Regions from separate parts of the Mus musculus genome. Here all the other regions are linked to region 3. A link is a contact called in public ChIA-PET, Hi-C and promoter capture Hi-C data. All regions are on one chromosome and are shown on one strand. The core of a region is the stretch at or near the end of the contact, and the rest is flanking DNA. Distances in the headings are between cores, read along the strand shown.

The links. Promoter capture Hi-C pulls out the DNA fragments that hold promoters and counts their contacts. Hi-C and Micro-C count contacts between places; a contact is called where the count stands out from the background. ChIA-PET counts read pairs in DNA pulled down with a chosen protein or histone mark.
Region 1: a contact with region 3 is called in a Hi-C map of Th1 cells, with 2.4 times the contacts expected there. The contact joins the enhancer-like site here to the promoter of Dazl in region 3. A contact is called at or near these places in 8 of 39 promoter capture datasets (the C10 cell line, the HPC-7 cell line, cranial neural crest and 5 more), 2 of 15 datasets of contacts at CTCF or cohesin (large pre-B cells and pro-B cells), 20 of 484 Hi-C or Micro-C datasets (B cells, CD8 T cells, the N1E-115 cell line and 12 more), 6 of 115 datasets of contacts at active chromatin or transcription factors (acute myeloid leukemia, embryonic basal ganglia, embryonic stem cells and 2 more) and 4 of 9 other capture datasets (adipose tissue, embryonic stem cells, liver and 1 more).
Region 2: a promoter capture Hi-C map of liver shows a contact between it and region 3. The contact joins the enhancer-like site here to the promoter of Dazl in region 3. A contact is called at or near these places in 8 of 39 promoter capture datasets (the C10 cell line, the HPC-7 cell line, cranial neural crest and 5 more), 2 of 484 Hi-C or Micro-C datasets (bone marrow-derived macrophages and hematopoietic stem and progenitor cells), 1 of 115 datasets of contacts at active chromatin or transcription factors (embryonic basal ganglia) and 4 of 9 other capture datasets (adipose tissue, embryonic stem cells, liver and 1 more).
Region 4: an RNA polymerase II ChIA-PET map of memory CD8 T cells shows a contact between it and region 3, with 8 read pairs. The contact joins the enhancer-like site here to the promoter of Dazl in region 3. A contact is called at or near these places in 8 of 39 promoter capture datasets (HPC-7-derived erythroid cells, cranial neural crest, embryonic stem cells and 5 more), 1 of 484 Hi-C or Micro-C datasets (pancreatic cancer cells), 2 of 115 datasets of contacts at active chromatin or transcription factors (effector CD8 T cells and memory CD8 T cells) and 4 of 9 other capture datasets (adipose tissue, embryonic stem cells, liver and 1 more).
Region 5: a contact with region 3 is called in a promoter capture Hi-C map of liver, with 4 times the contacts expected there. The contact joins the enhancer-like site here to the promoter of Dazl in region 3. A contact is called at or near these places in 14 of 39 promoter capture datasets (the C10 cell line, the HPC-7 cell line, HPC-7-derived erythroid cells and 10 more), 3 of 484 Hi-C or Micro-C datasets (adipose-derived mesenchymal stem cells, liver and muscle stem cells), 1 of 115 datasets of contacts at active chromatin or transcription factors (effector CD8 T cells) and 3 of 9 other capture datasets (adipose tissue, liver and macrophages).

The regions. Positions count from the first base shown.
Region 1 is chr17:49,965,277-49,969,997 of GRCm38.p6, forward strand. No RefSeq gene overlaps it. Among named protein-coding and RNA genes, the nearest start is that of Gm52302, 67 kb to the right of the region's middle. Within about 2 kb of position 3,350, at least 40 of the 459 cell types and tissues checked have an H3K27ac peak or open chromatin away from gene starts, as enhancers often do. A contact at or near this core is called in CD8 T cells, the HPC-7 cell line, the N1E-115 cell line and 5 more, where this site is marked.
Region 2 is chr17:50,684,545-50,689,612 of GRCm38.p6, forward strand. It overlaps Plcl2 (phospholipase C-like 2), which reads left to right. Exons shown (of 6, transcript NM_013880.3): 6 at 3,168-3,950. The coding sequence ends at 3,347. Among named protein-coding and RNA genes, the nearest start is that of Gm41598, 100 kb to the right of the region's middle. Within about 2 kb of position 3,762, at least 6 of the 459 cell types and tissues checked have an H3K27ac peak or open chromatin away from gene starts, as enhancers often do. A contact at or near this core is called in liver, where this site is marked.
Region 3 is chr17:50,289,817-50,295,115 of GRCm38.p6, forward strand. It overlaps Dazl (deleted in azoospermia-like), which reads right to left and starts at 3,804. Exons shown (of 11, transcript NM_010021.5): 1 at 3,591-3,804. The coding sequence starts at 3,593.
Region 4 is chr17:50,578,309-50,582,973 of GRCm38.p6, forward strand. All of the region lies in intron 1 of Plcl2 (phospholipase C-like 2), which reads left to right. Among named protein-coding and RNA genes, the nearest start is that of Plcl2, 71 kb to the left of the region's middle. Within about 2 kb of position 2,298, at least 40 of the 459 cell types and tissues checked have an H3K27ac peak or open chromatin away from gene starts, as enhancers often do. A contact at or near this core is called in memory CD8 T cells, where this site is marked.
Region 5 is chr17:50,557,136-50,561,894 of GRCm38.p6, forward strand. All of the region lies in intron 1 of Plcl2 (phospholipase C-like 2), which reads left to right. Among named protein-coding and RNA genes, the nearest start is that of Plcl2, 50 kb to the left of the region's middle. Within about 2 kb of position 1,271, at least 11 of the 459 cell types and tissues checked have an H3K27ac peak or open chromatin away from gene starts, as enhancers often do. A contact at or near this core is called in adipose tissue, liver and muscle stem cells, where this site is marked.

The sequences.
Region 1 (4,721 bases), core at 2,100-4,599, 320 kb before region 3:
CTCCTGTGCAAATGTGTCACAGGTAAGGCTGAATCTAGGCAGGTTGGAGGAAGTTTATTTTTCTTCTACTCTCACGCAATGCCACAAGCTTAGGGGAGAAAAAGAAACGCAGAGCAGAGTGGAAGAGGAACGCAGGAAGGAAATGCAGATATTTTTATATCTGAGGCGTACTAAGCCACTGGGCATCCTTCAGTGAATTGTAGATGCATCCTTTAGATGCTTCTCAAAACTCAATAAGAAAGGGCCAAGTCTTCATGTTTTACATTAGGTAAAATATAATAAGTCAGGAAAAGTTAAGGAGCACACAAGAAACAAACCAACCAACCATTTTCTATATTCACGTGAACATCATGAAACACTCTTTTCAGTGCTTCTTTGAATGTTAGCAAGCCATGGATTTCTTACATATACAGAGATGACAGTGGCCTTACTTGGCCCTACTACTATGAAAAGGTTAGAGGTCAGGAGAGGCTGCTGAGGGAGTCTGGCAGCCAGAGCTTTTCGGGGATGCGTAGCCCACCCCTTTAATGTAACAGATACCACTCAGATGTTGGTCACACCATCCCTTTGAGGAGAGCTTTTTGTGTGCAGAATAAAACAGTGCTGAACCAAGTCCAAAAGAGAAGCCAATGGACTCTCATCCCCTGGTAATGGGCAGAACCAAAGCACTGTATGCTTTGCCTTGTTTGGCAATTTTCCAAACCGCACCTTGGTAGAACTGAGAAGTCCTTAGGAAGAGTCCCCTAGTACATCTGTCCCTTCGGTGTGACTTCTGGGTTGGCCCCTACATCTGTTTTGAGTGCATACGCCCCTCTGCCACACCTTGAGTAATCCAGTTTCGAATAAAGCAGCCATGGCTCGGCTTGATGATGGAGTCTGCCGGCAGCTTACAGTCAGATCTGCTCCGGTTGTGCGTAGCTGGATACCCGCGCATCTCTAAATATCCATCTCCTTTATTCTAACAGAGCGGAGAGAGCAGCTGAAGGCAGTTCTGCCATCCGAGCCAACTGTGCTCCTTACCAAATTCCTCATTGCTCACACCTTGTCTGGGTTTAAATATAATGCTTCATTTATTAACAGGATTCTCAGTCACACACACACACACACACACACACACATACACACATACACACACACACACACACACACACACACACACACACACCTCCCACCCGCCATCACACACAAATCCTAAGTGTGTTCTATTTGACTTTGAGGACTAATCAGTATGCTGACAGGCTAGCAACCCAGCTGTCCCACTGTTTCTCGGAATGGCCTCGCTGAGCTATACTGTAAACAAAGCCACTTCTATTTCCCTAGAAAAGGTGTGTTTGGGTGTGTGTGTGGGTCCTCTGTTTAAGCATCATCTTCATTTCTATGAGTTTCTGGGATGTCAATCTTGGTGGTGTATCTTAGGAGTCACTGGACTAATTTTGTCGTCAGTCCATCTGGAGATGTGGTTTTGTTAGGAAGGACGTGTGATAATAGCAAGAGTGGCAGTCTTGTGTTAATAGTTTGCCTTTGAATTTAGAACTAGAAAACAAGATGCTGATTGCAATAATTTGCGTTTGTGAAAGCAATTTAGTACAATCCTTGCACATGTTCAGGGATCCATATTAAACGCATTTGGAGTTTCAGGGGTGGGCAACATCTTTACTCTTCAAAAGATGGTTGAGTAATGATTGCTTTGGAAAATAGAGACTTCTATTGTAGTGATGCCTTCCATATTTCTCTTCCGTGAGGATTTATCCTGTCATAGTTCTGTCTCTGTGCCTTACACTTGAGTTCATCCCAGAGGTGAACTATCAGTCTCCTGGATCTAAAAGGCCTGGGTGTTGGTTTTAATGCTGACACCACTGTGGTCCACAAGTGCTAATCTCTTGCAGGCTGCAGTGACCTGTGAGCACAATTAGAAATGAGAGGCGCAACAGTAAATGTCAAAATAAAAGCATTCAGAGCTGGAGTGATCTCCCCCAGCCCAGTGAGTGGTTTAAGGCTGCCTTACTATGCTCCTGACAGACGTGGGCGGCAGGCATCACAGCGTGCCCCTTTCTCGGGTGAGCAGTGTGAGTCTGCACTTACCCCTGACGCTGGGCTCTTCCCTCGAATGACTGCACCCTTACCACTGACTTACTCTAGGCTGTGGGCTGTGGGTTCATGCCAACATCTAGCCTTATGGGTTACAGAGTAGCCGTTTAGTTAGGTCGCCACATTCTTTTCCATTCTTTGTCAGGGTGGCTCTGTGTTCTAGGTCTCTCAGGTCTCCAGCTTGGCAATGGCACTTGAGGCATTAAAGAGGTTGACTATGATTGCTGGCAGAAAGTATTCAGGACTGGGGATGAAGAGCTGGTGCAAGGAAAGACAGGCATCACCGCTGTGCTCAGCCAAGGCCACACAACTGTGGAGTCTTGGCTGGTACACCCTCTCACACTCGCCAGACTCTGGGACCCAACTCTAAGTACATGTATGAATTACAATGGACACAGGTGGGCCTCTTACCACCAACCCCCCAAAAGAATCCTTCAGCATAGGTTAGAGATGTGCCCCGGGTGTGACATGCTTCTGTATAGGAGCCACCCAGAAGCAATCTTAGTCACTTCCCTACTACTTCTCCTGTGACCAAGGTTAAGTTCCCAGGCTATTCTCAGCCAGAGACCCACTGATTATCAACTAGCTTCTTGGTAAGGCCTGCTTTTGGCCTTTTCAGAATTCCTCCTTCTTCCTTGAGAGTGAGAAGGGCACGCTAGCGACATGTCTGTGTGGCTGCTATATTCTGGTGTGGCACTCCTGCCTGTCTCCCGTGGTGGTTCCATTGTTGTGGGCAAGGAGGCTTCATGGCTTTGGGCGTGGCTCCAGCTCCGGCTCTGGCTCCGGCTCCGGCTCAGATGCATATATGGGCTTACGAAGCTGTTGCTTGGAAGGGCAGCAGCCAGCGTTTGAGTGGTGAGTGAACATGTACAATGCTCCACTGTCTGAAGAGAAGCCTAAGAGCGATATGGAAAGAGAATAATCACCCCTGCCCTTGTCCACAGTGTCCGACATCCACAACCATGAACTGGGGCCCTTTCCCTTGATCACACCTAAGCAGCGCTGAGTTCCCTGGCTCTTCACTCAGACTTCCTCCCCCACCCCATGATCCATCCGTTCAAGCCCAGTTTTAAGCTCCACTTCTGGTAGGATTGGCTGTTTCCTTTGCCCATCTCCCTACTCCGAGGAGATTTTAACATAGACTTTAATTTCATTGATAACGTTCGCCCTGACTGGACGAGATTATTGAGGGCAGGAAGTAGGGTGTGTCTCCCACAAGCTCAACGGCACTGCCCACAGTAGGCAGGTGCTTCCTGTGGCCTTTGCACATTAGAGCAGGATGAGAGATCAGGACACAGAGTGTGGCATCACTGCTGGTCCACTATGTGCTGGGCACTGGTGCTGCATCGCTGGACTGGTCCCTGGTATGTTAATGACGGACAGGGATACGTTGTTGTACTACACACCTAGCCCCTCAGTCTGGAATGTACACAGTAGCCTCCAGAGTGCTAATCCTGCAAAGGATGCTATGAAGTTGTGTGTTTAAGATCAGTTCTTTCCTGGATAGGTATTTTTCAAGATGTGTGAGTTATGAATGTTTTCTTAAATTAACATGGTGCTTTTAATTCATGAATTTTTCTGTGCCTCGGTTTTTTTCTGAAGGTGGCTCTCCAGAAGCAGAAGATCTCTATCAGCATTAAGCAGCAGAGGGCACTGCAGCTAAGGAGATGAAGCAGCAGAAATAGCTACACATGGAAATAGTGGAGACTCTGTGAACCTCCTCACTGATAGCATACAACAACTATGTTAATGTAGTTGAACTACAGCCTATATATATATATATTTTTTTTTTACCTTATTTAATTTAAAATGAAAGACAAGCTAAAGATTTCATGGAAAAGAGTCAAGGAGCATTTTCTATCTCAGAGGATTTAAATTATTATTGCTTATTATTATTATATTAAATATACTATGTATAATATTATTATAATTATATATAACATTTTAACATAATTTGTTATAGTATATCATAATAATTATTATAAATATATTTTAATTACTATAATTAAAAGTTATAATTGCATATTTATATAAATTTTTGTTTATATAAATGCAAATGTAAATATAAGATATAGCTTATATTATATTAAATAATTAATATATAATTACATTAGTATATATTATTCATATTATATATATGCATATATATTCATTATAATGACCTTGAACTCCTGCTACCTGGGGATCTACCTTTCCAGTTGCTAGAAGCATAGGCTATGCCTCCACAGCTGGTTACATGCAGTGCAAGGGATGAAACCCAGGGTTTCATGTTTTCTGGGCAAGCACTCTATCAACTGAGCTATATCTCAGCAACAGCATAGTCCAACTCTATGACAGGTTCATCATCCCACAAAGAACCCCTGTAGGTTACCATCCATTTTCCATCCTCCTTTTTATACCTTTAAAGTTTTGTCCATTTTGAATATTTCATATAAATAAAGTCATGAAGTATATGCCATCGTTGTGGTTTCTTTAACTTAAGATGACTCCAGTGTTTTCAGGGTTGCAGCATGTATCATTTCTTTATTGCACTGTATGGATACACTATATTTTTGTTTGTCCATATAGATATTTAGTTTTACTTTTGAGCTGCTGTGATCATCAATTGATGCTCATGTTTTGGGGACTGTTTG
Region 2 (5,068 bases), core at 2,512-5,011, 390 kb after region 3:
TGCCGTGCTCAGACGTGCTGCCACTGAGGCTAAGTTTTCTGCCACATGCATGTGATTGGGTGCACACAGGATCTGTTTCAGATGCCATAATGGCCCTCTGAACTTGGGAAACAAAAGTGTCCCTGAACCCTGCTACTACACATTATTCTGTCTTTCGGGAATTTTTGTTCTTAAAGTTCTTTTTCATCACCATGGTACATCTGTGCTGAAGAAGAGCAAGCCACAAAGCCTAGACTGCTTCTCATTGTGTGCCCATAGAATAAAGTGTCTGCTAATCATAGTTACAGGCAGGAAGGACAGAGCCGGGTGTTCTGGAGGAGGCCTGCATGCTTGTACTTTGTTTCCATTCCACAGACACTTGCTGACCACTTACCATATAATGTGCTAGGCTAAGAGGATCTAGTGATGATCAGAAATACACACACACACACACACACACACACACACACACACACACACACGAGTCATGGCCTGAGGAGGTCAGGCCAGGCAATGAGCACTGAGCTCTGGTTCACTCTGCACATGGAAGGCCTGCATGAAGAGGACCTGCTGTGTGTGAGCCATGTTTAGTGGCCTAGACTGGTGAGGGCCAAGTGAACAAGGCAGGAGATATGGGGATAGAATGCCAGCTGTGGGGCGTGTCACAGGGCCACCAACAAGGACTTTGACCCTCACTCTGAGCTACTGCAGAGCCACTGACAGGTTTTAAGCTGAGAGAAGGTATTTTATGGCTGGGTCATAGTTGGCTCTCTCTGGCTGTGATGTTGAAAGGGAAAATAAGGAATGTTCCAGTCCCGTGGTTAGAGAAACATGGCAGTGGCTTAGAGTGCAGCGGGGCAGTGAGAAGGGATGCAGCTGTAAGCGCTTGACTCAAAGTTACTGCAGAGTTGCATCTTACAGGGGCAGCGGGGGAGGGGCAGGCAGGGAGCTGGTGGTGACACTGGGGCTTTGCTTCAGGTGACATTGAGAACAAGGGTGCTCGAACTGAAGGGAAGCTTGAGGAGGGAGAAAGCAGGCATCAGGAGCCCAGTCCAGAACATGTCAAGCCATAGAAGGTGTTTTCACAAAAGACCAACTAATCTTCAGTAACAAAAGTAATATTCAAGTAGTAACCAAAGAATGAAGACGGTAAATGAATTTTAAAAATTAACAAAACAAAGAGCTGTTAAAAAAAAACATAATAAAATCAATAAGCCACAATCTAGGCTGAGGGGGAAAAAATGACAAAAATTACTAGTGGGGAACATATAAGGATTTCAGATCCTGTGGACAGTCTGAGGATATCAAAATAATATCATAAACTATTCTGTGCCCACAAACTTTGTATAGAGAATGGACAAATTCCTCAAAAAGTATAGTCTTCCAAAACAGTCTTATAAGGCCAGCATTATCCTAATACTTACAGCAGAGGACTTTGCAAGAAAAAAAAAAACACTATAAACCAATATTTTTCATGGATATAGGTAAAATTTAAAAATGTATATGTCATGAACAGGGGAATCTATATTGGATATGCAAAGGTGACTCAGCTTGAAAAAATTAATTTGTGTAATATGTCACATCAGTAGGCTAAAGAAACATTGCACAGTTATAGCAGTAGCTGCAGAAAAGAAATCTGACATGGAATCCAGCGCCCATTCTTAGTCCTCATGGTAAGAAGGAGGGACTCCAACACCACTAAGAACATCTGCACAGCCCACAGCTGATGTGACACTGTGGTAAGAGTCTCAGAGCTCCCCTTAAAGATCCGCAGCACATCAGGGCTGTCCTGTAGTTACATCACCTGCTTTCAGCGTGGCATTAGAAGTCCTGGCTAGTGCACTAACACAGAAGGGCAGCTAATAACAAGGGGGGGGGGGGAGACTTGTTTAGTTCACAGGTTCATTGCTTATATATATATATTATCTGAAAATTTAACAAGTAATTAATAAAATGCCTGGAACTGTGTTCTGTTTGTTTTATGTTGCTGTGATGTCAACTTTACACAAACTAGAGTCATCTGGGAATAGGGAACGTCAACTGAGAAAATGCCCAACCAGATTAGTGAACAAGAAGAGTAAGAAACCAAGAACATGGTCAGAATCCCAGAGCTTGGGACAGGAAGATCAGGAATCTGGGGGTAACCTCTGCTGTATAGTGAGTTAAAGGCCAGCATGGGCTACATGAGGCCCTGTCTTAGAAAGAAAGAAAGAGTAGGGGGAAAAGGCAGGAGTGTAGTGGGAAGACCTGTCAGCGAGGAACAGGAGATGTGTTCGAGCTGCAGCAGTGCTCCTCAGCACCCTAAGCTGCACAAGGCCACCCAGCCTCCAGAGGCAAGACTGACAGAGTAGACAAACTGCATAGAGCCATTATCAGCTCAGACTAGACAGTGACCCACTGTGCCCCACTCCTGCCTCCTTTTCACATCCGTATACATAAAGTAACAGAACTAAGGGGCACACTGGACAAATGTTACTTCCTGGTTCTGATACTGTAAGTCAGCAGGTAAGTTTGGGGAAAGGGCACAAACTAGACACACGGGACCACTCACTAGTGTGTGTCCTTCTCTGACTTCATACTGCTACATGGCCTTTTATGCGGAATCCCCTTTCCACCAGGCAAACAAACAGGCGGCGATGAACCAAAGATCTGATTCAAGTGCAGCTGGAAGAACCAGTGACTTACTGGAGTTACTTACAGGAGCAGGAGACACTCAAAAAGCCCATGTCACCAGTATCCTGTACAATTTTCAGGCAGCTATGCCACTGATCTACCATGGCAATTGGCTTATTATTTGCATGGGATACCTTAAATGTGAAATGGTCCCAGAGGCTCATGAGTTTGAACACTTTTTTATTACTTATTAAAACGAATATTAAAAGGAACAACCAAGATTGGTTACGTAGTCTCATCCTTGAAAAATATGGTGTAACAGTCTAGAGAATAGTTGCAATGTAGTAGAGATGTGTTCACGTCTTACATGGAAATGCAGAAAGGCAGAGGACTGTGGAGTGCGGTGGTGAACACGTCTCCTTCTGACTAAAATCGACCTCCTCGGATGTGGTAACGATAAAAACCAAGCCTCTCTTCTGCCGAATCACAACGCCTATATGTCTGCAGAATGGCCGTGAGGGTGTCCAGCAACATTCTGTCCGTCTAATGCTGTTTAATTCCATGTTCTGTTCTAGGGGCAAGCGGATCTTCTGAAATATGCTAAGAATGAGACCCTGGAGAACCTGAAGCAGATCCACTTTGCAGCTGTTTCCTGTGGACTGAACAAACCAGGCACTGAAAACTCCGAGGCCCAGAAGCCACGCCGGAGCCTAGAAGCCATCCCCGAGAAAGCCAGTGATGAAAATGGAGACTAAGGGTCCTCCCAGTCACTGTGGACTTCCCACCGAGAACCAGTCAGCAGGCGCACTGGCTCACTGATCAGGATGAGAGCTGGGATGTCTGTCGGAGCACAACTGGAATACCCAACTGCAGCCCATCACTGCTGTGAATGTATGTAGCAACCCACGTGTGAAGGCAAATAAACTCTTTAACAAGAAACTCTATCCTGGCCCAAACATGCTGTCTTTGTATACAAAACGCCCTGAGTCCCACTGTGAAGAGCAGTGCTTTGCCGTATTCCAGCAGAAACAGGCAGTTCCCTCACTCGGGGGAACTGGATTGGATTGCTGAGTTTGTATTTATTGGTGAAATGGTGAATGTGCACACCTCACTGTGTGTGCTTGCCAGTCTTGGCGCTGCAGAGGATTTGTTGGCGTGCTTGCTGAGCCATATTTACTAAGCAGAATGTAAGAACCCAGGAGCTGAGGGCAATGTGCAGTGTGACTAAGGCTGCCTGGCTGAAGATGTGCTGTGTCAGCATGGGCAGCCGGGTGGAAGCCGCACCTTGTACATAGATTTTCACTGTATGTTGTAGTGGTCACATTAAAGATATCTTTTATGATATTTCTCCAATAGCAGTACATGCTTTTAGTGAAACTTTAACTTTTAAAACCTGTTCTCTTTCAAGAAGCCAATTACTTTTTAAATGACTGCTAAAATGTAAGTCACCTGAGTCGCTGTCCGGCTTTTAGGATGGTTGTGATGCAAGCTCAGACCCCACACTGGCCTCTGCACACATGAGTCACCCCCTCCCCCCGCCCCAGCCAAGGGCGCCATGCTGCCTGCAATTGTGAGCAGAATCGAGCGGGGGCAGGTTATACTTCCCTGCGGAGCCACCAATGGCCAATGCCTCAGTTTCGTCTGAGAATCTTTCTCCTTCATAGTGAAGGGCACCTGGACCAGTTAATTTTTTTAGTCTGATCTTTTCTTTCGAAACCAGTGAAACTTCATGGTATTTTTGAGAGTCAAGAATCCTGCCATCTAATGCTTCCCACATACCACACTTTGTTTCCCTTTGGAAGAGAGAGGTTCTAAGTGTTCAGTGGGCGTTGGTTTGGTCAGCTATTGGGACATCCACTTATATACTAGGTGGCCTGCAACTGACCTCACAGACCTTCCTCCCATGGGCCATGCTCATGCAGGTGTGTGCTCCTAAACCCAGTGCATTGCTCACTTCCCCCTAATAATGCCCATCTCCATCGGCCCTTGGCCAGGTGTGAGTCTCATTGGAAAACTCTTCCATTGATAATAGATAAACACTACTCAGTAGCTGAGGCTCTTAGAGATGAACTCTGGATAGGGAGAAAAATGAATGGAAAATAGCACAGAATAATTAGATGCACAAAGTAATGGAGAACATTGTTAGTGGTCCTTAAACTTAGCAAATAGCACTCAATTTGACGTTTAAAACTCTAGAAATGATCTCTAAAGGTGACTTAAAATACAGTGAAGTGAAAATATGGCTGTGTCTGTAATAATGGTGGTTATCATACAATATGCAAGTCAAGTGACTGTAATTGTAAGACATGTAACTTGTTGAGGCTCATACAGGCCTAAAATCAGGGATCTTAGAACTAAAGGAGTCGAAACTGAGCGTGGACCTGTGATCCCAGCACTTCAGAGACCGAGACGTGTTACACTGTGAGACTCTGTCTCAAAACAACAGAAAACTGGGGGAGTTGCCATCATTCACACT
Region 3 (5,299 bases), core at 2,554-5,053:
GAACTACTACTAAATTTCCATTTTACTGAGTGTCTTAAATCAAAAGCATAGTAAGAACCCAAAGTAAACAACACAGCTGTTCAATACCCCAAACAAAAAAAAGTATTAAACTCTTACATTTTTCCTTGCCTTTCTATTATTAAATTAATATAAATTCTATAACCTTAACATGCCCATGTTAATGTGATTAGTCAATCACATTTAGAAGTAAATGAATTATGAGAAATTACTGACACATCAGTTTCCTATTCCCTAATACTATTGTGTTTAAAGCATGTTCTGAAATAGCTTTTTGTTTCTTGACTAACACCATACAAGCTCCACTGGCAATTCATACAGTAGATTCTTAATTGATTAACATGATTTTCCTAAAGAAGAACTTATTGGAAATAAGTGTGTGTACAGAAGAGGCAATATAACAAAGCACAAAAAAATGAACTTAAATCAAAATACCTAGATTTATGTCTGTAAGTTATAAGCAGCATGTTTGCCAGAGTGCATCTCTGGCAGATTACTTTGAGAATGACTAAAACTGGCGAACTCGTTTTATAAAGTAGTATGCTATTAAGAGTTAAGTATCCTGTATTTAAATTTATTTTCAATGGAGTTAAAAAAGTTTTTCCCTCCAAATTTTACTATCTTGGCTGACTTTATTAACTGGATGGAATTTTAGTAAACTATTATTATGTCATACCCACTGAAAAATCCACTTATGAAACTGACAATGAATACTGAACACTAAGGGAAAGCTAGTATATGTAACTTGTTTACATGTATGTATACATTGTCAAGAAGCTAAAAATGTCAATTTGTTTTTAAAAGATTAACTTCATACAAATTTTAGAAATGAAAAACTGTCCAATACTTTACTTTTTTGACCTTTTTTGCTTTTATCTGCTTAAGTCCTTATTTGCTATTTTATATTCCTACTTGAGAACTACCTTATTTCTTTAAACAGTAAATCCCCTTTGTGATATTTCATGACAATGAAATGGCAGGCAGCAAAATTATTAAATTTTTCCTTCTTTTACTATGTTACGATTTAAGTTTAATCCTAAATGCAATACTACATATGCTATGCATCTTGGACTATTTAGAACCTGACTAGATTTGATTTACTAATAGAAAATCTACCCATCTCTACTCAATTTCTTATTCAAAAATAAACTCAAAACATAAAACAATAGTTCTGTAATTTTTTTAGGACTCCATTTCTCAATTTACTCTTCTTGTATTGATGACCTTAGGATATATTTTTATTCGATAATCCTTTTTACTGATGTCTGTACCACAATACATGGATGCATTTCAACTTAGAAGTGTAATATTTTACCAGTTAACCAGAATATAAGTTATAATGCACTGACTCTCAGTACTGCAGGGGTACTTATGTCTAGGAACATTTCTGGATGTCAACAGTGAGGTAAATTTCTGGCATCTGGTAGGAAGCCAGGGATATTTCCATAACAAATGATTCCCAAACAATGTGTTACTAGGACCATAACCTGTATAGGGATGTGATGAAAAATCCTGTTATGGTACTTCTAGAACTGAAGAGGAAAATAACTGTTGGGAAGAATTTGCTTTCCATTGTTCAAGATCTTGATTTCCTGCCTTAAAAATTAAGGAAAAAAAAAATCTCAAATGTCTTCTAATTGTATTCTTTATAAAAAAGTAAAATGGACGTTTGAGAAAAGTTTAATAAGGAGGAAAATAAAGCATTAAATATTATAGGATGCTTGATTTGGGCTTAAACTACCTGCTTCATCAGAGTAAATATTAAATCGGTCTCAAAATAATAGTGTATTATGTATTAAAGAAGGCACACCATATCCTAGTCCTTATCCAGTAGGTGGCACTCAAAACCAAGAAAGCAAAGAATCCATTTTAATAAGACCTAATTCCTACTGTATGCTTAATAAGTAAAACACCCACAACTGATAGATGCTTTAGTTACTTTTTAAATATGACCAAAACCACTCTACAACCAAATACTTGTAAGTCAGGTTGATGTTTAAGAAAGTATAATTTTATACTTAAGAGATAGGATCTTATTATGTAACTCTGGCTGTCCTGAAAACTTGCTATGTAGACCAGGCTGGCTTCAAACTCATGCCTCTACTTCTTGAGTACAATTATTTATTTTAAATGACGTCTTATGTTGCCAGAGTTGACCTGAACTTCTAAAGGGCTCCATATGGCCCCCTGCTGTCCCCAATAATTGTAAATTTCCACACACCTAAATGCCCACTACTGACCCTGGTGGGAAAGTATCTTACTCATCAATGGACTATAATAGCATACTGAAAACAAACTGTATTAAATTTAAGACATATTTAATTATACCTCTGAATTAGCTATGAGAAATATTAGAATACCAGCAATGAGCCAGCACACAAAAATTTGCCTATTTTGTACAGTACCATACTTCATTGTATTGGAAAATCCACATATCAAATATAGCTAGAAGCTGAGAATAGTTATTAAAGATTTCAGGATTCACATTTTTGAAATGTAATTAAATCACTATGCTAAGCAAATTCCCATGTATGCTACAAATACTGGCCAATAGATAAAAATCTGCAGTTATCAAATGTTTAACCCTAATGTAGTGAGAAAACGGTCCAATATTGTGCGATTTAAATTATTGTGATAGACAAGTACCTATTTCACATTATAAATGCTTAATTTGAATTCCAACTTAAGTTAACATCGGTCATAAGTAGTATAAATTTCTTCCTTTACCTCTAAAATGGAAAAAAATTTTAAACGAACATGCAACATCTAACGGATTTGTGATTAAATGGCTATCAACGTTTGTTTTCAGTAGCCCAAGCTAGCCTGGCAACGCCTCAGTCAGTCTGCTGGCGGCGGCAGCGGCGATTACAGCAGAGCTGTCCGGTCCCGCTTTCCCCGACCCCCGCCCGGCTCAGGCCTCTGGCTCCTCCCCCAGCCCACGCAAGCCAAGCTCCCGCAAAGCCGCCTCCACCCCACCCACAGTCACCAGGCGACAGGGCCCGCCCTCAGCCTCCCGATAACCACGCCCTCCGGGTCCTTTCCACGCCGCGGCCAAGCCGCCAGGCCGCAGGACCCGGCGCGGCCAGCCTAGGCGCCACCTGGCGGAGGCGCCCGCGCTGCGGCGCTCCGACCCGGAAGCCCGGGCGCTCGTGCGGAGGAGCTGGGCCGCGGGGTGGGGGCTGGGCCGCGGCAGGCCTCGCCTAAGGCCTGCTCCTACGGGCACCGCGGCCCAAAGGCGGGAAAGAGCCGTCACGTGACGCCCAGGCCGTGCACGTGGCCCACCCCGGGGCTGCCCGAGGTCCCCAGGGCTGCCCGCCATCTCCCCGCAACCCCTCAGTGCTGGTGTAGGCCGCAAAGGCAGCAAGGCCGCCACTCTTGTCCTCCAGGCCTCACCCTGGGGGCTGTCCGGTGGGGGAGGAACCCAGAACCGGAAATATGAAAGGACCCTCTTTATGCCCTCTCCCCACTTCTCTGTGCTACACCAGAAAAGGCCGATTTTTAAACCTCCGCGTAAGGAATCGCGGCCTCCGGCTGGTCTTGCACTGCCACCCCGGGGCCTGCCCTCGACTCACCATGATGGCGGCCAGAGTTCGGGTGGTAAAACCTCGAAGGTGGAGCAGAAGCCACGCGACGGGGCAGCTACGTGAGGTGGCTGCCTAGCCGGCCAACGGGCAAAAAAAAGCCGAGGCGGTGGTGGAAAGAGAGCCCACGGCCACGGAGACAGCGGAGTCCCGAAGCGAGCGTGCTGAGGGTCGCCGAGTCACTGAGGCGTGGGCTGCGCGCCCCGGGGGGATGACTGTGCGTGGCTGGCCTCGTGACGTGCTACAGCCAATAGGCGGCAGCGCTAGGGCCTCGCAAGGGGGGCCAGGGGACCCACGTCGCCCACGGAGTGCGTGAGGGGTGCGCATGGAGCATGCGCGACATCTACGTAAGGGTCTCGGCTGCCGAGCAGGCCCGAGCCTCACTGACAGACAGATGGACCGACTCCTGCCACTCCCTAGCCCCCCCAGGACCGTGTCCGAAGCCCCTGTGAAATAAGTCCTGGGCAGGACGGTGCTCAGAGTTCTGTCAGGAAAGCATTTATTCAAGTCATTACCTCAAAAATGGCACCTCGAAGGCATGGCGTTATCCCGTCAGCAAAGCTTGGCGGCCGAATTTAAAATTTACAAAATGCCCGCAGAAATAGAAATTAATAACGGGCGGCACGACTAGAGAGCAGGCCTTGCCTGGCCGGGCCCCTTCACCCTCTTTTTCAGCCACATTGAGAAGGTTGAGTCCGGGTGCATGTGGAAGGCGCACCTCATGCCTCACGGGCCGGCCCGTCAGCCATCAGGACTTAGTTTTTTTCTTCCGTTTTTTTTCTCCCCCCCCCCCGCCCCTTCAAATAAATGCCCGAATTATCCGGTACAAAGGACACAGCAGTGACCAGACCACACGAGAGAATATCCCTCCCTTCGTGGAATTTAGGTTGCAGTGTGAGCGTTTCTCTTGTAGGCTTTACAGAAACAAGCTAGGCCAGCTGAGAGAATTCTAGAACATTCTCAAGGCCAGAGAAACGGGGCCTACCTACCTACAGCAGAGCCGAGCTGTAGGGTGCTTGGTGGAGATAACCTTACGGCAGAACCACCTAGTACTTATACCGTCCTGACTACCTTTTGTACAGATGATAAGTATTACAGCTTTTTTTTTTTTTAAAGCTGGCAAAACAGCTTAAGATTGCCACTAACCATGCAGCAATGATGGAGAAAATAGTATTAAAATAATAAATAAAAATAAAACAAATAAGGGTAGATTGCACCTATTTGAAAGGGGGGAAATTCCAAAATTCTGAAACTAAAATTAAGCTCGAAACTACAGCGGTGAAGATCCGATTCTCCACTGGCCTTCGGTAGGTGGCTACATGGTGGTGTGAACAGTCTAACAAAGGGCCTGGACTGTCCTCATTTTAGTGTAGAGAAGAAAAAAACCCACTACAGACAGCTGGAATGGTTGGTTAATGAGCAGCGGAGAGATGGCTCTAAACTCTGTAGCTCCAGGCCTTCCTGCGTTGGCTGGATGGGGAAAGCTGAAGCGGTGCAGCCCGATTTGGAGCTGAGCACCTTGCAGCACACCGGTGTTCTGGCAAGGCATCATCCTGAGGAAAAGCACGGACGTGAGGGGACGGGGAGCACCGTGCAGACTAGAGCAAACCCAAAACCATCTAACTCTCATTGGTGTTTGACCTTCCATTCCTGCGCTCTCCAAGTTTGGCGTTTATAGTTATGACATGTTTGTTACTGGA
Region 4 (4,665 bases), core at 1,048-3,547, 290 kb after region 3:
GGATCACCATCTCAGTTCTTTGTTCCTGTTTGAGTTTGTGCTGCCATGCCTCTCCAGTATTAGTAAGTCAGGGGCAAACGTTTATAATAACCTAAGTATAAATCATTAGAGGAGAAAATGATTTTCATAATCCTCCCTCTGCCCTGTGGCATTGTATGCTGCTGGTAAAACTTGGTATTGTAAATATTTTGTGCCATGACATTGAAATGTTATGAAGTCAAAGCAGGTAAAACTGCTTGGAAAAAAAACTAGAATCAACTGACACATAAAGAAATTACTGTGGCCTTTATTAGTAAAAAAATAATTTAGTGAATAAGTGGATTCAGGCAAAATGCCTCCAAAGTATTAAATCTCTCTCTTGTTATTCTTAAACTTGTGTAGAACTAGTAGTAAGAAATAAACATTTGTGTATCCACACAGATACTTATACAGATACACACAAGTATTTAAAGCAGTATCTTTCCCAACTTAAAGTAACAGCTCATCATAACCAGAAAGATGTAAAAATAGCTTTCAGAAATGAGTGAACTGGGTAGATGTTACTCATTAGAACTGGTAGGGAATAGTTTATAGTTGATGTAGATTGTTCTACATGTTTATTAAAATAAGTACATTGTAGCTGAGTGTGTGTGTGTGTAAATGTAATATGAAACACATGTGTACACATGCACACATTTATGTTTATAATACATTCATTATATTTACAACAGGAGGACATCAAGTATCTTATTCTATACCTCTCCTCTTATTTCTTTGATGTAGAGTCTATAACTGGACTTGTAGCTGGGCTAGTGGCCAGCAATCTCCGGCGATCCTTCTGTTTCTGTCCCCCTAACCCCAGCAGTGCTGAGGTCACGGACGTACATGGTTATAGCTCTTATTTTATATGTGTGTAGGGATTTGAACTCATCTCCTCATCTTTATGCAGAATATACTCTTAACTGCTGAGCCATATTGCCATTTTACTGAATTTGATTATATATGGAGATATTTAATGACACAGTGCATGGATAAAGCGAAAATATTATTTTGGATTAATTACCTTCATGGGAAATAAATGGTATGATACATAAATGCACATACACAATATCTATATATCTATATATTTGAAGCAGTATATCTTATCAAACTTTGAAAAAAGTAGCAGGTTGCCATGATCATCATGAATATGCAAAAACACAACTTGAGAAGCTTTTGACTTTTGATAGCTTTTCTGGAAAGAAACGTGTGTGTTAGTGGTGCTGGGAAGTTTTTGACCAGTCTGACACAAGCTAGAGTCACCTGGGAAGAAAGACCCTCAATGATGGAAGTGCCTCCACCCAGTTGGACTGTTGCAAAGGCTGTAAGGCATTTTCTTTCTGATGTAGGAGGTGACACTCAGAGCAGTGTCACCCCTGGGCAGGGGTCCTGGGTTGTACAAAGTAGCAAGTTGAGTGAGACATAGGGGAAGCCAGCCAGTAAGCAACACTCCTCCATGATCTCTGCTTCAGTTCCTGATCCAGGTTTGTGTCTTGAACTCTTACCCTCAATGATGAGTTGTGACCTGAGAGTTGTAATATGAAATAAACCCTTTCTTCTTCAAGTTGTTTTTCCTAGGAACATTTTAGAATATTCTATCCTAACAATTAAAAGCAAACCAGGACAGACTTTACTCCCAGAAGTAGGGTCTTGCTGGACAAATCTAACGTGTTTGTATTGGGATGATTACAGAATGGTTCTGGCGCTTTGGGCTGGGAAAGCTGTCAGGTGCACAGAACTCAATGGCTGTTAGGAGAACAATGCGGAGGCCCGTGTCTGTCTGCCTCCAGTGGCAGGATTACAAGGATTTTGCACTGTGATGGATTTTTATTTAGGTGCTGGGGAACTGAACTCAGACCCTACATGTGTGTGGCACTTTACAGTTTACCAACTGAGCCATCCCCCAAGTCTCAAGCATTCATTTTCCACATCTAAACTTTAAGAAGGCACAGTCACACAAAGTTTATACTGAGAGCTTATTCGGTGAATATAGTATTTAAAACTGGCTATCCACTCTTTAGGCTACCTCAAACCTTGGTTTTGTTTTGTTTTTATAGTTAGGTTGCAGTCTTATGACAGAAGAAGTGGTAACCCTTTTTGATTGTTAATAGGACAGTCTCTCAAGGTGACCCGTTGAAAGTGTAATACAAATGATTGTAAAACAGATGAAAATTTATTTGTGATATCCGTCCATGAAGGCTCCATTGTCATAAATGTTCACAGACCTGGTAAACACGGTTTGCTTTGGTGTCTTGTTAAATAGCAATGTGAAAGTGAAAGCTCTTTTTTTTTTCCTATTACTTATAGCTTTGTGTCAGTGAGCTACCACTTTTGGAACTCCTGCTCCCTCCACAGGAGGAGGTTAAAGAAAATACCAAGGGAAACAGGGAAACTGGTGGTCTGCTCCTTACTTCCATGTCTGTTGCCAGTCAGCAAGTTTGGGTCTAGACTCTGCTGCTGTGATAAAAGTCCATGACCAAAGCAACTTTTAATAGAGTACTTGGGCTTATAGCACTAGAAGGCTAAGCGTCCGTCGTCATCATGGAGGGGTGGAATGGCAGCGGTCAGGTACGGTATCTGGAGCTGCAAAGCAAGACTTCACATCTCAAATTGCAAGCATGAAACAGCAAATTGGGAATCTCAAAATCTGCCTCTGGTGACATACTTTCTCCAGCAAAGCAAGACATCTAAATCTCCCAAGCACCACACCACTGCAGACCAAGTGTTCAGATGCCCAGGACTGTGGGGACATTCTCATTTAACCATCATACTCCATATCACCACCACAGAGAGAAGAATGATCCAACCATAGAGAGATGCTGGTGGCTATGACGCTCTTGGGAATGTGATCATATACAAAGCTAATTAGTTTTCTTGCCGTAGAGCTCTGGCATGCCCAGGTGCCAGAGGACATGGTGTCCATGCAACAGACCCAGAATCCTGGCAACAGGCTGAGGTGATGCAGACTTCCTGCAAATGACTCTGTTCACATTAAGAAGTTTTGTTGCCAGTGAGGAAACATAGCTTTCTTTGCCAAGGCATAGAAAGACTCATGTGAGATTTTTTAGTCAGTTCTTCTTTTAGAACGGTGGTTCCCAACCTTCCTAATGTTGCAACCCTTTAATGCAGTTCCTCAGGTGTGTGGACCCCAATCATAGCATGACTTTTGTTGCTACTTCATAACCTCATTTTGCTACTCTTGTGAATTGTAATGTAAATGCCTAATAGGATACCTGATTGCGTGACTCCTGTGAAAGGGCTGTTTAACCACAAAGGGTTATCGGGACCCACGGGTTAAGAACTGCTGTTTTAGAACTTTCAGTCGATAGTGTCACTTGCCAAAGAAAGATGATTTTCAAAAAATAGTAATTCTAGGGCATGATGAACTTTTGCTTGGGAATGTTTACTTACGTACACAACACCGATAATTTAATTATTATTCATCCCTTAGTGGCTTTGGGATGATCAGCCTTGGGGTGATTCTAAGCCCAGGAGGAGTGTGAATTTGACAAACACTTTAGAGTCAGCTGCTGCTGTGATTAATGTACCATAGGTCACATTTATTTTCTGATTAAAAGCCCCATAAGGGCTGACAAGATGGTTCTTGTCTTAAAAGCCCAGTGACCTGAATTCCACCGTCAGGACCTACATAAAGGAAGACATGTGCCCACACACCACTCACAATAATAGTAATATATAAAATTAAAAAAATTTAAAACTCTCAGTTACATCTATAGAATGAAATCTTGTTTCTTTTAGTCCTCATGTCCCTCAGCGTATGTTTTACATATGAACTGTTTGGAGTCTGATTTAATTTGAAATATTGCTTTGAAAAGAAATCCTGTCAAATCACTGGATCATAGTCGCCGTAATTTATATTTACTGGAGATGGGCTCATTTAAGATCGTAATACTAAAATATATTGATCAAATAGCAAAAACTTAAAAAGCTTATTTTCCATAGTTTATTACTCATTTAATTCAAGATAGTTTTACATCAGTTAGTCCTTCGTTCCTTTCTTAATTTTTGGTGTGCTTTAAAGATTTATATTGGGGATTTGGAAATGAGAGCCAACCGTAACATCCTGACTAAAACTGAGACTTCCCCTCCACTCTCAGCATCTAGGAGGGGTAAGTAACTTAATGGTAGCAAGGCAGTAGATGCAATTAAGCGTAGGAGGGTTTTGTGAGTGTGGCTCCTTGTCTATGTATCTACAGGGGCATGTCCAAGTGGTTACAGTTTGTTTTTAACATGGTCCAAGACCGGGCTGAAGAGTTAATTACTTCCATGTCTTCCATTTCCAAGGAAAAGTGTTGCCATCTATTTATTTTAATTTCTAGTGACCTATACAAGAGCCATTTGATAAGTTACATCCTGACCGGTAGTCTCTACAAGATCTTGTATGCACTACACATTTCTGGACAGTTAAAATTGTGAGGCCCTGTACTCTGCCCTTGTGGCCATGGTGTTAAGAAGACTTCAGTGTGTAACAGTAGCGGCTTAGTTATTTTAGGGATATGATGGTGCTTTATTTCAAAGTTCCTTTGACTATTACGTTTTTTTTCATCTTCAAGTATGGCCTATGAATCCATAACCATGAGTCATATCAGATCCTTTGTGAGTGGGCAGAGCATACATTTACAAAAA
Region 5 (4,759 bases), core at 21-2,520, 260 kb after region 3:
TGCAAGGGAAATGTTGCATGAGAACAGTTGAAATTACTTTCTTTTGGAAACTCTCCAGGTCTCCTTTACCATCTTGCTTCTCAGAAGTCAGTCATTTGCTGAATCTTCACCTTAGCTCTGTTCCTTCTGTTTATTCAGCCTTAAAGTGCTCTGGATTTAACAAAACCGGCCCATTGTTCACAATTACGCTCTCTAGAACAGAAAGATACCAAGGGTTGCTTTGCTCCTTTTTAGTAGCATCACTTTGGGGAATAGCCACCTTTCTTGAAAACCCCTCGATTCATTTCTCTGTGACATAGGATTATTTGTACCTCCGTCTAGGTGTTTCTGAGGGTGTTATCATGGGGTCATGTCCTCGCTCTGGATATTATATTATTGCTGTATAGGGTATTGATAACAAATTGTTTTAAAGGATAAAATGCAATGTATTTTAACTAGCAATCAAAATTTTACTCTAAGAAATGAAACCATTTATAATAAAACTTTTTAAGGTGAAGGAAAGACAGGCATGCCTGAAAAAAAAAAGCAATTGGAATTCTAACAGAACCCACGTGTGTAAGGGTTTCACATTTATATGTGTCTGTGTTCCATGTGTGTTCCTGCAAAGGCCAGAAGAGGGTGTCAAATCTGCTGGAACGAGAGTTGCAGATGGTTGTAAGCTGCCATGTATACGCTGACGGTTGAATCTGGCTTCGGGAGGAGCAGCCAATGTTCTTGACGGCTGAAACATTGTTCCAGCCCTTGAAAATGCTCTTTCATAGCTTTTATTTATGTTTTATGTGTATTAAAATCAAAGAATTTTGTATTTTTCTTTCGTAACGCAAATTAAGTTTAAGCAGAGACCTTGTAAAAGGGTAAAGTAGACTGTCACACACAGTCATCCGTCCTGCTCGCGCTCAGGCTGTCTCCTCAGTCAGAACCGAGCAAACCTTGCCAGAATGTTTGGAAAACATTTTATTGCACAATATGGTGTCAACTGTCACATTTCCCTTTAATTTTGCTTATCTTTTTTATAAAAGTTATGGTCAAATAAAGTTAGTTTTTTTTTCTAGTAATATTTTTCATGAGCCAATGTTCCTAATACATTGCACATGAAATAGTGGCAACAAAATGCAAAAATTAAACACAAACACATGTACAAACAAATGAAGACAGAAATGGAAATAGCCAAAAAAGTTGCTTGAAAGTCTGATCCAGTACTTTCTGTTAGTTAAAAAGGAGCACGTGTTTGCACTCTGTTCTAAATAAGCTGTCCTGTTACCTCATCTGGAACATCTTTGCCGGGTTTCTAGCTTCAGAAGCGTTGGAGCTTGAGGTGTGGGATTGAGGGTAAGGATCACAGTTGGCCTGGTGTAAAGTTTACAACCTTTTGCTAGAAGGATCTAGCTCCACAAGTTCCTGAAGAATGGTGACTTTTATTGAACTTCCAGACATCCCGTGTTCCAGAATGAATCAGTTTCTGGATTTTTTTGGACTTCTTTTAAAATTTGGGGAATTGGAGCTTCCTTTGCACCAAGACATGTGAGCATCCCAGGGACAAACAGGCAAGGACAGAATCCTGCCAATGTCAGTGTTTAAGACTACACACAAGAGAAGTACTCGGCAAGGCAGAGAGGAGGGAGGCAAGCAAGGGAAGAAGCAAGCTGTAGCTGAGCCTGGGCTTCAGGACTGAGGTTTGAATACCACCTGCCGTTCTCCAGCCAGTGTGCGTCTGCACACAGCGTCAGCTTAAGAAACTTAGCTGACATCTCTGACATATAGAATACCATGTTGGCATGCGGGTGCTCAGTAGCTACTGAGTGCTGTTCTGACTGACAGATAGCGTAAGGACTCAGAAATACTCTTGGCATTTAGGATGTTGATAGAGATAGTGGATGGCTTTGGCAAAAATCACATTTCAGTAGAATAGTTTGAAGAGAGAGAGTAGAGGCTCTGAGTTAAAAGTTGTTGCTCTAGAAGGTGGAGTTTGAATGCGGGCGGGGTTGAAGGAAAAAGACTGGAGAAGCTTGGGACTGGCAGGGTGCTGTGGTGAAGGGAAGGGCAGATGGAGGAGGTGAAGCTGAGCGAAGAGAGGATGGCTAGGAAAATGAACTTAGAAAAGCAGATATGTGGACTTGGCACTTAGGGGCCTGCTCTGTACTTGGGCTTCCTCAGAGAGTGTAAAAACTACTGGTGTTGATTCTTGAAAATCAAGGTTGAGTAGAACACACACCTTTCCATAAAGACCTGAAGGATAGGAAGAGAGAGGACATCTGAGTCCATCTCCTGTGAGGACAGTCAAGAGTCAGTGTGCCTTCACAAAGTCATCTAACAACCTTGGAGTCACTCCGGAATACAGACTCACTTCGCAGTCATTCTTAGCTCTGATTAAAAGTTTTTAAAGGAGTTTGTAGCTCAGCCTAGCGTGCATATAACCCTGGACTCCATCCCCAATTACCACACATAAACCAAATATGGCGGCATATACCTTTAAATCCCTGCACTTGGGAGGTCGAGGCAGGGGATTCAGAAGCTTATAAGTCTGCCTCAGCTACATGAAGGCCAGCCCCTGCTACATGAGACTCTGTCTCAATAAGTAAAGAAAAAAAAAAAAGCAGTACTTGAACACCTCCTAAATCTATATGGCCGTTAGCTCTTTCCTAACTTCTCTGTGTATAGCTGTGTCTGTCTGCCATGACGCCCTCCTCTGCCGACCAGCTGAGCCACTGTGGAACTTGGTAAGAGGAGAATATCTGTACTTCTGGCATAGGTGTCTTGGGGTAAAACACTCCATGCATGGGTGAAGAGAAGCCACGGGTAACTGGTAAGTGCATTTTCACACTGTTTGGCCTGACAAGTCACCTGGGGTCTTTCAGCATTCTTTGCTGTCATTCTCCTTGGACTGTCCAAGGGGCAGCAGACTTTTCCCACAGGCCCTGAGGGACTTTTATGGGGCTGATGATACATTTCTCCTTTCAGATGGAGAAATATCACAGGACTTGACTACCACAGGAGAATTGTATGATTCTAGAATTGTATGATTCCCCCTTTCTTGTCAAAATCTGCCTGGTGTGTCTTCCAGAGCTCTTAAGAGTCCAGACGGTTGTTCTTCTCATAGAGGCACTCCTCTTTGTTCGTTCTCTCTCTCTCTCTCTCTCTCTCTCTCTCTCTCTCTCTCTCTCTCTCTCTCTCACACACACACACACACACACACCACACACACACACACACACACACACACTCTCTCACACAGAGTCTAAAAGAGTCTTACTGTGGATAAGTATATCTTGCCTTTGACTATTTCCCCATTGGATTTAAGGAAGGGACCCTTGGGTTCCTGTTTTTCCCTCTTGTTTAGAAGACAGGCAAAGATTCTTTGAGTAGATGGAATAACAGCCAAATTTTCAGGAGTTCTTTCAAACTGAGAGAAAATAGTGGGCCTCCCTTTTGCTCCTGCAGAGCAAAGCTAGTATTGGGAACAGCTGTGTTTGACTGTCTCCTAATTGATATTTATTCTATCTGCAGATCTAAAGTTCAACAAATATATGAATAGGCTCTTTGCTGATCCTATCCCTGCTTTGGTCAGAATTGCTATAAATAAGAGAGCCACAATGTTCTGTTTTCTTAAACTCCTAGGGCTTTGCCACAGTCCACTGTTTTCCATGGCGGCTGCCTCCTTCAGCCCCTGTTCCTTTCTAAGAACTGAACAGAGAGAAGAAACAGATACTGCGGCTGTCAGTTCCCTCAAGGGGCTGCCGCTCGGGTCTGTGAGCCCAGCCATCCTCTAGGCCTCCAGGAGCTCTCCCAGAGCACACAGCCACCTTCTTTCTGTCCTCCTCCACCTCTGAGATCTGTGTCAGATAGTGGCATTCTTTTTGACTGCAAGAATTCAGAATGGTTATCTCCTTTTCTTCTTATTTCCAGTCCACCTGGTTGCAGTGTTGCCCAGATGGATATTCTAGGGAAGTTGCTTCTCTGTGGATGTGTTGTCTTCAGTCCTCTATTTATTTATTTTTTCTTATAGTACTATGAACTAAACTTATAGCTCACATCTTCAGCTTTGCAACTTCATAGTTCTGGTTTTCCTTTAAGGCTGATTCCAGCACTACTTTCTGAGAAGAAACTGTTTTAATTTTCATAGTGCATTCAATAAAAACAAGTATTATTAGGAAGTGGGACCATTTTATAGTGGCTGTTGCTCAGGTCACAGTGATGACAGACTGAAAGAGAGAAGCAAGCAGAGCCAAGAGAGAAGGTACCCCCGTTTCCACCCACCGTAGACAGTTGCTGTCTCTGGCAGCACCTGGCAGGAAGATGCTGCTGTTTCTGTCTCTTGGCACTTATTCCAGAGTGCTGGGGGGCTGCAGTGCTTCTGTTGTTTGTGTGTTGGAGGGAGGAGGGAAATTATCATCTGAGTTTCTCCTAAGAAGAGTTTTGTTAGACATATCTACTTAATTAAATAAAACCAAAGCAAGCTACTTTTGAATTATGGAGTATACTAGGAAGACTGAATTAACTATAAAGATGAAATGAGGAGAAGTCACCCAGCCTCTGCCCCCAAATGTGCTCTTTCAGCAATAGTTGCTGTGCGGACAAGGCAAGGCATTACAGTATTGCTTAGCATTTTGCTTACAAAGCTTTATACTGTTTCTCAAGCTTGCCTGGGAAGATGTTCTCCATCTTAGGGTTGCACCTTTCTCTGCCGTATGGATACATGAGATCTTGATGCAGTTTCCTCATGAGGAAATTTTAGTTTGCTATTCATCTTTGATTACCCCCA